Regions from separate parts of the Zea mays genome. Here region 2 is linked to region 1. A link is a contact called in public Hi-C data. All regions are on one chromosome and are shown on one strand. Each heading gives the region's core, a stretch centred on a gene start, on an enhancer-like site or on the middle of the called end of the contact. The rest is flanking DNA. Distances are from core to core; before and after follow the strand shown.

Region 1 (7,037 bases), core at 3,513-6,012:
TATTAAGAAGAAAGAACAATGACATTAATTGTTTGACAGGCATTTTTCAATTGTTCATAGAAGTCAATTTTCACATAAACTTGCCACATCAGTTAGCTTCAGTTTTTGAAAATACGTAACATGCTGTCTCCAGCAACGTCCTCTATATTCATCCTTTATATCCGTACTTTATAGTCTCCTCTAAAAGATTTCATCCTCTATATCTGCTTCTTCTCCAATAATGTCCTCTAAATCACGTCCTCTATACTCAAATACCTATATTAGAGACATTTTTTATTTTTATTTTTTATAAATACGTATTTGTCATATTCTCAATATATTGTATATATTTTAGTTTTGCTAAACCGGTTATTTAAAGTATTCAAATGGATAGAGGACCGTTTAGAGAAACTCTCTATATATAGAGAATCCAACAGTGTCCTCTAAATTTAGAGGACCGTTTAGAGGATACTGCTGGAGAGCGTAGATGACCGTTTGATCCTCTATATTTAGGGTAGAGGACCGTTTAGAGGTCCTTGCTGGAGCTAGCCTACGTGATTTTTGCAAAGATACTGACAATTTAAGTGATTCTGCTGTGAGATAAGAAAAGGTAGAGCAACTTACGAGGAACTAGGTAGCTTAATATTAAGAACCCAAATTCGCCTAACGAGGACTTGAACTTGGGTGGTCTGGACTCTGGATGTAGAATCACACCATCACTCAGTATGTTTCTGGGACTCTGAATCACTTGATACAAAAAAAACTGCCTTGGTAATTTGTACAAATAAGTATTTTGATAAAAATAAGCTTATATAGAACACACTGTTTCTCTTTTTGCAGGCAAGGGGTATACATTATCTTCACCATTGTAACCCTCTTATTGTCCACCGTGATTTAAAATCGTCAAATTTGGTTGGTGGACAAGAACTGGAGTGTAAAGGGTAGCACTGAAATTCAAGGTCTCCAACTCCAATCGCCACGCTTTATTTTCTCATTTATGTTGTTCAATCAGGTTGCAGATTTTGGTAAACAGTGTGATTAGCAGCCCCTAATAGACGCGCCCTTTCATTTGAGCAGCGACCCTCAGAAACGCCCCTTCGTTCCTAGAGCTCCTGGACATGCTCAGAGATCTGCAGAAGCAGCAGTACACAGCCTGCAGGCTCAGATGCAGCGTAACCTGTCGGCCGGCCGACGTTCTGCTAAAGGCGTTGTGAAATGAGCACCGAGGAATGAATGCTAGCTAGCTCTGAATCCAATGGAACATGATGGCACCGGATGGACGGACGTTGCCGGCGACCAGAAAGCGAGCAAACAGGGTGGAGCGTGCTAATGAGGTAAGGCTGCCTCTACGTGCACTTCACCGCCACCCTTGGTGTAAGAGGAGCTACAGTCAGAGCTGGAGGTTGTAGCAGCAAAAGTGGCGCATGGCTTCCTGTATCTCTAAGGCCTGAAGCTTCAAGATGCAGTAACAACAAGGCTGGACACTTCTGAATTGGGAATGGACAAGGAGGTATATAATCCAGTGAAATGTGGTTTCAGATGTATGTTCGATCTGCTACCGGCCGATTTGTGGCTGATGTGTGTGTAGAGGTGGTCCCTTTAGAAAAAGAAAATTTTGGTGTGTCGTAGAAGGGTGTAGAGGTGAAGTGACGGAAGTAGCAAGACCACTGTATGTAGACGATGCTGTCTACCGACAAGAATTTCAAACATGTGGCAAGAGTTGAAAAGTAGTACTACAAGAGAGGTAATCTTTTAGCGTTGGTACTGGCAAGTAAGGGCATATACAGTCTACATACTACATTGCGATTCTCCTGGCATTAGATATATTTAAAAAAATCTCTTCATATTGGATCCAATGTTTCTAAGTCTTATATCTTATTCATCAGAACATCTTAAGATACGACTCATTTATGTTGGTTGTATGGGTAGAATCATATTTAGACTTAGAGAACCATGATAGAGACGTTTCTACACTAAGATATCGTCTCTTATGTTTTTTTATACTTACTCTCTTGATGTCTCTTAAGATACAGAACATTTATGTAGGTTGTACATGGCCTAAGCATATTTAGCAAGTTCCTAGAGGTAAGTACTTGCATTAAGGGCTAGTTTGGGAGCCACAAAACCAGAAGAAATTAAAGGGGATAAAATCTCCTTCTTGTTCAATTTTGATTAAGAATAGAATTTTAGTCCCTTCAATACGCTTTGGTATTTTAGCTCTCAAACTGGCTCTAATTGTTGCTTAATTCTGTGCACATCAGATCATGTACGCAATCCCCCCACCCCAACACACACACACAATCTACACGCATGCTTTGTTACTGTAGTAGGCCGGCTGCAGCATGTTGTAAACGCGAAAGACAAGGATCCTTGACCAACTTTTTGTTTTTCTTGTTTTTGCAACAGTTTAGGGTCAGTCGTCCGTCCCCCTGAGACCCTTTTGTGAACGACGACATGATATGATTTATCAACCGCGGCGGCCACAACCATCCAAATAACCTTGCCAACCCGTGACGACGCGAGCAATGCAAGCTAGAAATGGAGCCGACGATCGAGGCAGAGGAAATTAAACGGCAAGCTCGTGCGAGGGACGATCCACGACGGCAGCCTCCTCATCTGAACACCGTCGTTCGTTCGTTCCACGTACGCAAGCCCTGTCATTTCTTCCTTTTGCCTGTCGGTTAGTTTCGATGTCAGTGGCGTGCTGCATGCAGGCACTGACGGTCACACAGGATAGGAAACGGAGCTAGTAGCTAGGAAGGTCGTCGTCGACCAAGACCAAGTTAACTATAGGTCACACTCGAGGACGGCCGGGCAGCTGTTCGGCTGCCATGCAATTCATAGATAACAAAATAGTGTATAAACCGTAGCCACGGTCAGATTAAAACCACAGTAAACCTGCTTTCCACCGCTCTCAACCTGCTAGCTCCTCACTCTTTAACCCCTCAGAAATCACTTCACAAAAGCCTATTTGGCAAATAGTTTTCGTCGAATAGATTCACTTGCTTTCGATATAGAATCACTCTATTAGGGAATCTAACTCTCGGAGCTAGCTAGAGAATCATGCAGCAGATCAGATCGAGTTCTACCAAAGGAGCCATATATCTGTTGCAAGGGGTGCATGGTATACAAGACAGCCCTGAACCCATCGATCTCAACCACATTTGCATGCCGATAAATATAAGTTAAGACCGTCGTCCGTCCGTCCGTCCGTCCCAGCTAAGTAACCATGCAGCATGCTGGCGGTTAACCAGGCAATGCATGCATGCACTGTCGATTCATTCCGTATGCATGCATGTAGGGCTATCTCTATAGTTAGACCAACTCCAGCAAGACTCCGTATCCCACTCCGCATCTGCATTTTGCACGGTCTGAGGCACTATTGCGCGCTCCAGCAGGCTCCGCATCCCTCTCCGCAAAATGGACGCCGTGTCCCTGCGCTCCCCATTTCCACACTTTCTCTCTCCTCTCCGCAGCTCTCTACGTGCGCGCGCGCCTGCTGGCGGGCCCCAGGTGTCATAGACTGCATGCGGAGTGGGATGGGGAGTGTTGCTGGAAACGGAGACGGATACGGAGAGGAGAGAGAATGTGTTGCCCGCGCGTTTTAAGGATACGGAGAGGGAGTCTGCTGGAGTTGGTCTTATGTGTAGTACATATCATTGACACTAGATCGTCATGGCATATCTATGCATGCAGATTGGCGGATGCAGCTTAGCCATACATGCCGGCCCCCTACCGCTACCAGCAGTACGTAGTACGCGTTTAGCTCTAGCCATGCATGGTCCCTGCATGAACGAATAATAGCTGCTTGCGCGCAGTCGGATCGGAGAAATTAAGGAAGCAGGTCGTACGTACGTACAAGTTTCGAGCATTGTAAGGTCACCTATCAAACTATATATATGTTGTGTCTATATGTGTACATTTGGGCCAGGCCTGATGGACCGGCCCGAAGCACGGAAAAAAAAGCACGGCCCAGACACGGCACGGCCCGAAATAATTTAGTGTCGGTCCAACACGGCCCGATATATCGGGCCGGGTTTGGGCCGAGGTCGCGGCCCATGGGCGAGCACGAGCACGGCCCGTTTAAGGCAGACACGAAATGGCCCATATAGAGGCACGAAAAGGCCCATATATTTATTAAAACCACACTTCACTCCGCACTTTCATGTACTTGATAAAGAACATAAAGCTAGAGATAATGTTAGTTAGATGTTTTTTGTAGCTTTGAATTAGAGTATGCGATGTAATTTTATTTCTGTTATGAACATTAGATAATAAAATAAATTTACGAACTATATATAGAGCTGATTATACTCTTTTTCTTTCTAACAAAATGATTTGTAAACGAGGTATTCATTGCATAGCTCTGGTAACTTAATACAAATATTAAGTTTGCTTTTGGTCAAATTTATTTGTCTTATCTCTTATTTGTTTTAATAAATTTGTTTTGAATTTCGGGCTCTGATGTGAATTTCGGGCTCTGATGTGAATTTCAGGCCAAAAATTGAATTTCGGGCTTTTATAATTTTGGGCTGCCCGAAATAAGCCCGACACATTTAAGCAATTACGGGCCGGGCCGTGGGCCGAGGGCTAGGCCCGTGGTCCGGCCCGGCACGGCCCAAAATTCAAACAGGCCGGACCGGCCCGAAATTCAAACAATGCGGATTTTTTCGGGCTTGAGCCGGGCCGGGCCGGGCCGCCCGAATGTACACCTATAGCTGTGCCCAAGCAATGGCATGTGCATGGACCTCTGTGTCCCGGCCCTGCGCTGGCACTGTTGTACGTTCAAGGACAGGGTCGTCTTCGTCGTCTACGTGTCTACCATACAGCAACAGGACATGCTTGGGACAATATTAATATATGCGTGCGTGAGCGGTCGTCGTAGAGCTTTGCCTGCTCTACGAAGCAAACCAATATATGCAAGAGCAAGGTGTTGAGCACCAAATTGAGGTGCGGACAGTCCGCGCACACGCAGAACAGATTAGGGTTCCAAGTTTTTCGCTGCGTTTGTTGGCGAAAATCCCGGGATTTGCTCGGAGTTTTGACGGTAAAGGGTCCAGCCCCTTCCTCTATAAATAAAGAGGTCTACGGCCGATTTGTAATCATCAACAATCGAATCAATACAACTTATATTTCGCATTTTATCTTAGGAGTAGTTCTAGTTTAGACCTAGTTTAGCCTTCCAATCCCCAAATTCTCCGCCTCTCCTCGACTCTACGTCGATTAGAGGAGTCTAGGTCGGTCTACCCGAGTCTGGACAACTCCTAGGATCTCTCCTCCCCGACGGGGTCCCTCCCGGGAGCGAGATCCAGGCGCCGCCGGCGATCTTCCGCCGCCCCTGTGCACGCGCGGACCGTCCGGCCCTAGGGCGCGGACCGTCCGGCCGTCAGGCAGGGAACCCGAGCTCCTCCAGCAGGTCGCGGACCGTCCGGCCCTGAGCCGCGAACCGTCCGTGCCTGACCAGAGAGCACCGCCGCCTCGCGCCAGGTCGCGGACCGTCCGGCCCTGAGCCGCGGACCGTCCGCGCCTGACCAGAGAGCACCGCCGCTGGTTCTCTTGAGTAATTGACGCCTCCAAAAAGGTGTCAACATACTTTTTGGCGACTCCGCTGGGGAAAGCACATCTAAGCTCATCAAATCGGCCCTCAATGGCCGGTTCAAGGGATAGCTCTGATATTTCTCCAAGCAACATCATAGAGCCGACTTGGGAAACCTTGCCGGCTGACGAGCAGCTCCAGTTCGAGGAGCACAAGGAGCGGATGATCCAAGAGGCGAAAGCAAAGTTCTTGGCCAACTTCAAAGTGGACAGGAACAACAAGGTCGTCCGACATCGGGCGACGGATCCGGCTTCGCTCCAACCCACGCCAGATATCCCCAATGTAAGTAATACCAACGATCTGCAATCTCTTAGAAATTATGTAAAAGATCAGCGTGAACAAATGCAGAACATCATAGGGGGTATGCAAAGCGATCTTAAGAGACTAGTACGTGCATTTGATAAATCTAGTATCGCCAATTTTCCTTCGCACGAGGTTGAGTTAGGAGGTAACACGCGTAACACATCGGCTACAGGTTGTCACGACCAGTCACAACCCCTTTATGGGATGCCGATGGACACATACCCTGAGCAACCGCAAATCGGCAGCAAATCAGCCGATCTGCACATGCCCGGACCGTCCGCACGTGAGCGCGGACCGTCCGGGCCAACAAAAGTCGGGCCTATTTTTAATGAGTTACCTAGATATGCGCCCGAGCCACCACATATGACACAGAACCCAAACTACCCAGTCGGACGGTCCGCATACAATGACGGACGGTCCGCATATAACCACGGACGGTCCGGGTACGTATCCGGACAGTCCGCGCATGAGTCTTTTGAGGAGGATTATTACTTGAATCCTCGCCCGTCCCAGCAACACTTCCCATCACATTATGCAATACACCAGCCCATTAATTCAGGATCCAGAGCCCAGGAAAGCTTTCCGGCCCCACCTAATAGGCCGGAAAGAAACGATCAAACCTATGAGCCATATAGGGCAAATGGAAATGCACCACGTAGCTCAAACCAATGGGGGGAACGACAACATACTAATATGCAACCAACCCCACCTATGTTTGACCAGAGAGTCAGTGGTCTTGCACCGGCTGCCATTGATATAGTGAGGGAAGAAATAGCCGGGGCGTTCCGAGATAAGCTCGGAGTAAGCATGGTCCCTGGGGGGCAATCATATCGGAAACCTTATGACAGCCGATTTGATCACCACCCGTACCCACAGGGAACTAGAATACCCGATTTCGCAAAAATTTCGGGTGATCAAGGGAAAAACACGCGCGAACATATAGGCCAGTTCTTAGCACAATTGGGAGAATTGGCAGACACAGAGGCATTTCGCGTGCGTTTATTTTCATTATCGCTAACAGGAACCGCATTTGCATGGTATGCCACTTTACCTCCTAATTCCATTTCATCGTGGGGGGATCTAGAACAAAAATTTCATGATCATTTCTTCTCCGGTGATTATGAATTGGATTTGGTGGATTTAGTGTCATTGCGACAGA
Region 2 (6,536 bases), core at 2,248-4,747, 96 kb after region 1:
CATAAGCATTCTTAACCTTAACATGCTTCTTGTTTTCTTTAATTAGGAAGTCCTCTTGAGAGTCCAAGAGTTCATCCTTCTCATGAATAGCACTAATTAATTCATTTAATTTTTCCTTTTGTTGCATGTTTAGGTTGGCAAAAAGGGTACGCAAATTATCCTCCTCATCACTAGAATTATCTTCATCACTAGAGGATGCATATTTAGTGGAGGATCTTGATTTTACCTTCTTCTTTTTGTTGTCCTTTGCCATGAGGCACTTATGGCCGACGTTGGGGAAGAGGAGTCCTTTGGTGACGGCGATGTTGGCGGCCTCCTCGTCGGAGGAGGAGTCGGAGGAGCTCTCGTCGGAGTTCCATTCGCGGCACACATGGGCATCACCACCCTTCTTCTTGTAGTATCTCTTCTTTTCTCTCCTCTTGCCCTTCTTGTCGTCGCCCCTGTCACTGTCACTTGATAATGAACATTTTGCAATAAAGTGACCGGGCTTACCACACTTGTAGCACACTTTCTTGGAGCGGGATTTGTAGTCCTTCTCCCTCCTTTGCTTTAGGATTTGACGGAAGCTCTTGATGATGAGCGCCATCTCCTCATTGTCGAGCTTGGAGGCGTCAATGGGGAGTCTACTTGATGTAGACTCTTTCTTCTTCTCCTCCGTTGCCTTGAATGCGATCGGTTGTGCTTCGGGCGTGGAGGGGCCATCTTGCTCGATGATTTTCTTTGAGCCTTTGATCATCAACTCAAAGCTCACAAATTTTCCTATTACTTCCTCGGGAGACATTAGTGTGTATCTAGGATCACCACGTATTAATTGAACTTGCGTAGGGTTAAGAAAAATGAGTGATCTAAGAATAACCTTGACCATTTCATGGTCATCCCATTTCTTGCTCCCGAGGTTGCGCACTTGGTTCACCAAGGTCTTGAGCCGGTTGTACATTTCTTGTGGCTCCTCCCCTTGGCGAAGCCGGAAGCGACCGAGCTCCCCCTCGATCGTCTCCCGCTTGGTGATTTTTGTCACCTCGTCTCCTTCGTGCGCGGTCTTGAGTACGTCCCAAATCTCTTTGGCGCTCTTCAATCCTTGCACCTTGTTATACTCCTATCGACTTAGAGAGGTGAGGAGTATAGTGGTGGCTTGGGAGTTGAAGTGCACTATTTGGGCCACCTCGTCCTCATCATAATCTTCATCCCCTACGGATGGTACCTGTACACCAAACTCAACAACATCCCATATACTTTTGTGGAGTGAGGTTAGGTGATATCTCATCATATCACTCCACCTAGAATAGTCTTCACCATCAAACGTCGGTGGTTTGCCTAATGGGACGGAAAGTAATGGAGTATGCTTGGCGCTTAGAAGTGACGGACACGGCGTCGGATCCGGATGTAGAGGGCGAGGAAGAGTCGGTCTCGTAGTAGACCACTTTCTTCATTTTCTTCTTCTTCTCGCCACTCTTGTGCGATCGAATGCGTGAAGGGGATCCATCCTTCTTCTTGTTGGCGGACTCCCATGATGGAGCCTTCCCGTGGCTTGTAGCGGACTTCTCACCGCCTATCACCATCTTCTTGGCGTGATCTCCCGACATCACTTCGAGCGGTTAAGCTCTAATGAAGCACCGGCTCCGATTCCAATTGGAAGTCGCCTAGAGGGGGGGGGGTGAATAGGGCGAATCTGAAAATTATAAACTTAAGCACAACTACAAGCCGGGTTAGCGTTAGAAATATGAACGAGTCCGAGAGAGAGAGGGTGAAAAACAAATCGCGAGCAAATAAAGAGTGAGACACGATGATTTGTTTTACCGAGGTTCGGTTCTTGCAAATATACTCCCCGTTGAGGTGGTCACAAAGACCGGGTCTCTTTCAACCCTTTCCCTCTCTCAAACGGTCACTTAGACCGAGTGAGCTTCTCTTCTCAATCAAACGGGACACAAAGTCCTCACAAGGACCACCACACAATTGGTGTCTCTTGCCTTGGTTACAATTGAGTTGATCACAAGAAAGAATGAGAAAAAGAAGCAATCCAAGCGCAAGAGCTCAAATGAACACAAGTCACTCTCTCACTAGTCACTATTTGATTTGGAATGAACTAAGGACTTGGGAGAGGATTTAATCTCTTTGGTGTGTCTTGTATTGAATGCTATAACTCTTGTAAGGTGTGGGAAGTTGGAAAACTTGGATGCCATGAATGGTGGGGTGGTTGGGGTATTTATAGCCCCAACCACCAAAAGTGGCCGTTGGGAGGCTGTCCGCATGGCGCACCGGACAGTCCGGTGCGTCACCGGACACTGTCCGGTGCGCCAGCCACGTCAGTCGGTCGTTGGGTTCTGACCGTTGGAGCTTTGACTGGTGGGGCCTCTGGGCTGTCCGGTGGTGCACCGGACAGGTCCTATAGACTGTCCGGTGCCCCTTCTGCGCGTGCTCTGACTCTGGCGCGCACTGTAGCGCATTTAATGCGGTTGCAGTCGACCGTTGGCACGAAGTAGCCGTTGCTCCGCTGGCACACCGGACAGTCCGATGTGACACCGGACACTGTCCGGTGCTTCACCGGACAATCCGGTGAATTATAGCGGAGCGACCTCCCATTTTCCCGAAGGTAGCGAGTTCAGCGTCAAGTTCCATGGTGCACCGGACAGTCCGGTGCGCCAGACCAGGGTGCCTTTGGGATGTCTTTAGCTCTCTTTATTTGAACCCATCTTTGGTCTTTTTATTGGCTTGTTGTGAACCTTTGGCACCTGTAAAAACTTATAAACTAGAGCAAACTAGTTAGTCCAATTATTTGTGTTGGGCAATTCAACCACCAAAATCAATTAGAAAAAAGGTGTAAGCCTAATTCCCTTTCACCCTTCAGCTATAAAAGGGGAGGCATGCGGCGTTACAAGACAAGCTCAATCGGGAGGCTTAGACTAAGAGCATGTACAACAAAGTGACCTATAAAAATGCTCTATAATTTAAAAATGAATATATTTTATAGAATTTAGGGCACCAACAAAACATTCCGTTCCAACAGTAAAAACCTCAAATCTAGATTATAGGGCAGCCCACTGCGGTGTAGTATATTTGAGGCACTTGAGAGAGTGTTTATATTTTTTTGACCAAATTTTATAAAATAAAGTATTATTGGAGTAGTTTTTCCTGTGTACAACCCCATATTTCAATTTAAGTCTCCAGTTTGAGACATTATTGTCCGTACTTGGACAGCAGGGCTTCACCAAGAAGGTTTTCCTCTCCTTCCTTCTCTTCTAAAATTTTAGTGGCTTCAAATGACAATGGACAGGCTATATAGGGGCTAGGGAAATGTCGCCAGTTTCCTAAATATCGCTAACTCGACATTCCATCCAGGTTTTTGTCACCAATTCAGTTGGCAATGAGTTAGAGACAGCAGTATAAATTTGCAATTTTTTTAAAACGATGGTATATTTTTGATTTTTTCTAAAAAATAAAAAATCCAGGCTGGGGAGTCTTTTTTTATTTATTGATTGCAGCCCATGTACTCTTATCTCAGCAAAAGAAGGAAAGGCCCAGGAGGCGTAGCCGTCCAGGGTATTTACTTGTTGGTGGCGTTGTGCCCCTGCCAGGCAGTGGCAAAAACCAGATCTAGGGTTCTTACCCAGAGGCGGCGACGGCGGGCAACTACTCGTGCAAGGCGGAGGCGGAGATGGAGGCGGCGGAGGTGGAGATGGAGGCGGCGGAGGTGGAGATGGAGATGGAGGTGGAGGCGGAGAGGAAGAGCGACGGCGACGGGGAATACGAAGCTAGGAAGAAGACTCCGATGCGGTGGTTGCGGGGGAATGTAGAGCATTCTGATGCGGAGGTTGCGGAGCGGCAGAAGAGGATGAAGCAAACCCATGGTCATCTGGATGACAAGGAGGGGGAGGAGGCACGGAAAGGAGACATTAAGAGAGAAGGGCAATCGGAGAGCGCAAAGTCCAGGTCAGAATCCAATGACCAGAAAAACAAACTGATGTATGAGAGGTACTTGGAGTGGAAGAGGAGGAACGAGGAGAAGGAGGAGGAAGAGCGTAGGCGGTACCCCGATAAGGTAAATGACCCTGAAGCCTATCAAGCTATGTTGTTCAGGCAGAGCTGGGACAACTGCTATTTGAAGAAGTACGGTAGCTTCGATAAGAAGAGTGAGTGAACTTGTTGATTATCTCGTTCTTGATCTGCACGTTAGTTACCTATTAATTTGGTTCTTGTTGCTTTGGTTGTCATATCTCGAATCGTTTCATACTTCATGGATCAATCTAGTCACAATGACGTTCCTTTGATATCAAGTGATATAAATGTGGTAGGATCGGAACTAGATCGATGGACAAGAATAACTTGAATGCCATCCATGCACATGTTAGTTGCTGTTGTTACTGCTTACTCCCTCCGTCCCAAACAAAAAAAAAACAGTCATCCTAGGTTTGTCTTAAGTCAAACTTTATTAAATTTGACCAAATTTATAGAGAATTTTTTTTGACTTAGGACAAACCTAGATTGACTTGTTTTTTTTTTGGGGACGGAGGGAGTAGTCCTTACTGCTGCTACTATCCACAATTGGGCTCTAATGTCCTAACTCATCTGAAATCTCCTTTGACTACATGCAGCTAATATCCCTTGCAAGCGATTTACACATAATCTTCCGCCACGCGGTGGCACTGCTAAGCAAACTGTACAAGTATTTTATGTCAAAGTTGGAGGAATAACTGGAGGTCTACAGTGGCCGCTTGAGGTGTTTGGTTTGGTTGCCCTACGTGACTCATTAGATTATAATCGTAATATTATCTTTGAGCGCGAAAGGGATAAATGTCAGATACTCACCGATCAGGTTCGGAGTGTTTCTTACTTACAGCTGTCATTTCTTGATTATTGCCGTGCCACCTATTCCTACATTTCTTGCTTCTTGCCGTGCTGCCTATTCCTACATACTTTGTTATAAGCCCCGTGTAGCTGTTAACATGCAAACATGCTAGTTATACCATGCAGTTGTTGTACCAGCTGTTTATCTGAACCAATGTCTTTAGAATAAAGTGTTGCACATGGTAATGCGATATTATAGCTTGTACAAATTACCATGACTCCCATTCCTAGTGTGGCGATGCCTATTACATTGGTCTCATGTAGATAGCTCAAACCATGTACTCCCTCCGGTTCAAAATACTTATTGTTTTAGCGTGTTGTACTATCTTTGTAATCCTTGTTCTAAAACTTCTAGGCAATTTTAAGGCATGTTTGGATGGGCTAGAGATTATAGAAATCCGGGTTAGGGATACAGAGTATGAAAATCCGGATATTAAACCTTGAGAGCAATATCTAGGGCTGTTTGGATCCTTGGATAGAGGTGTGGTGAGTAGCAATAATCCCATGCAATATCTACTGTTAGCTGGGTGGAGCCAGATTATGGGATTATAGGAATCTGGGTGGTTGGATATATATTTTTTTCAATCTACATCGTAATGTGAGCTGGTTTGATCCTTTACATATATTTTTAGCTGGTTTTCATAATGTGTAGCCTTCCAAACATTGCCTTAGACTTCCTTTTCCAGTCTTACCCTTCCTTAAATGCATCACTAGCTGATGTCTTATTGCTAGCATGCAAGCATGTATATATTTGGTACCATACAGTAATTGTACACGTTTCTCCTAACCAAATAATCTTGTAATTCTATTACCAGCTGCATTATACATAGTGGTATTATATTATTGCTTTGCAGAAATTAGCACGACTCCCATGCCTAGAGATCCCCTGCTTGTTACTTACATTGGAATCATGTAGACAGCTGAAACATTGTATAAACATGCTGGTAGAGGAACATAAGTTTGGCATGTCATTAGATTTGGTCATGTGTGTTGGTTTGATCAGTGCATGAAGAAACGATCACCTTTGTAGATGAAAGTAGGAATCATGTTACTGTTGTGAGCGGATGGGTGTGTTTGTTGTCTCGGTAACATGACAGTGACAGTTTTAACTTGTATAGTTGATAGTTTTTCCGATGTATTTTGGCAAGGGCAATGTTTCGGGGTTGATTACCAATCTCAAACGAATACGCTATGATAAGCATGGTTACTTTTACTAATTGTTGCTGATGCATCGAGCTATCTCATCATTTGCTGCATACTTCATGCCATGCGCTTTGCCTGTTTTAGTGTTTTGTATGCGTATTGATTATGCTGCTCAATGCTTACATCCTGTTTCACTTCAGAATCCGTATTTAGAACTGACAGGCCCTGTGCGTGCTGTCCTCCTATCTGGTCGTGTGATATTTGAGGCTTCATTGTATGTGAAAGGTGCTACTAGATCTGATGACAAAGAATTGAGCCTTCTAGCTATTACTTCATTGGGGGTATTCAATGATGCTCACTCATACTTGATTGAGCACTCTTACACTAGCAGACTTAGCACACTTGAACTGATGCTTGGTTATCTTACTTATTCTGTGGAAGCTACAATCGAAGTGCGAGTCATTTGCGGGACATGGCCAGCTGATGGTTTTCGTTTCATCTTTGAGGCCAATGCCGGTATAGGACAATGGATTGTGTTGCTTGAGACTGCA

Evidence for each region. A called contact is a pair of places that touch in the nucleus more often than the background predicts.
Region 2: a Hi-C map of tassel shows a contact between it and region 1, with 4 times the contacts expected there. The contact joins the promoter of LOC100278480 here to the enhancer-like site in region 1. A contact is called at or near these places in 9 of 25 Hi-C or Micro-C datasets (ear, endosperm, leaf and 2 more) and 1 of 3 datasets of contacts at active chromatin or transcription factors (leaf).

Annotation. Positions count from the first base shown.
Region 1 is chr2:237,318,494-237,325,530 of Zm-B73-REFERENCE-NAM-5.0, forward strand. No RefSeq gene overlaps it. Among protein-coding and RNA genes, the nearest start is that of LOC103648200, 19 kb to the left of the region's middle. Within about 2 kb of position 4,763, at least 11 of the 20 cell types and tissues checked have an H3K27ac peak or open chromatin away from gene starts, as enhancers often do. A contact at or near this core is called in ear and tassel, where this site is marked.
Region 2 is chr2:237,415,636-237,422,171 of Zm-B73-REFERENCE-NAM-5.0, forward strand. It overlaps LOC100278480, which reads left to right and starts at 3,498. Exons shown (of 3, transcript NM_001352908.1): 1 at 3,498-4,127; 2 at 4,590-4,810; 3 at 6,186-6,536. The coding sequence starts at 3,653.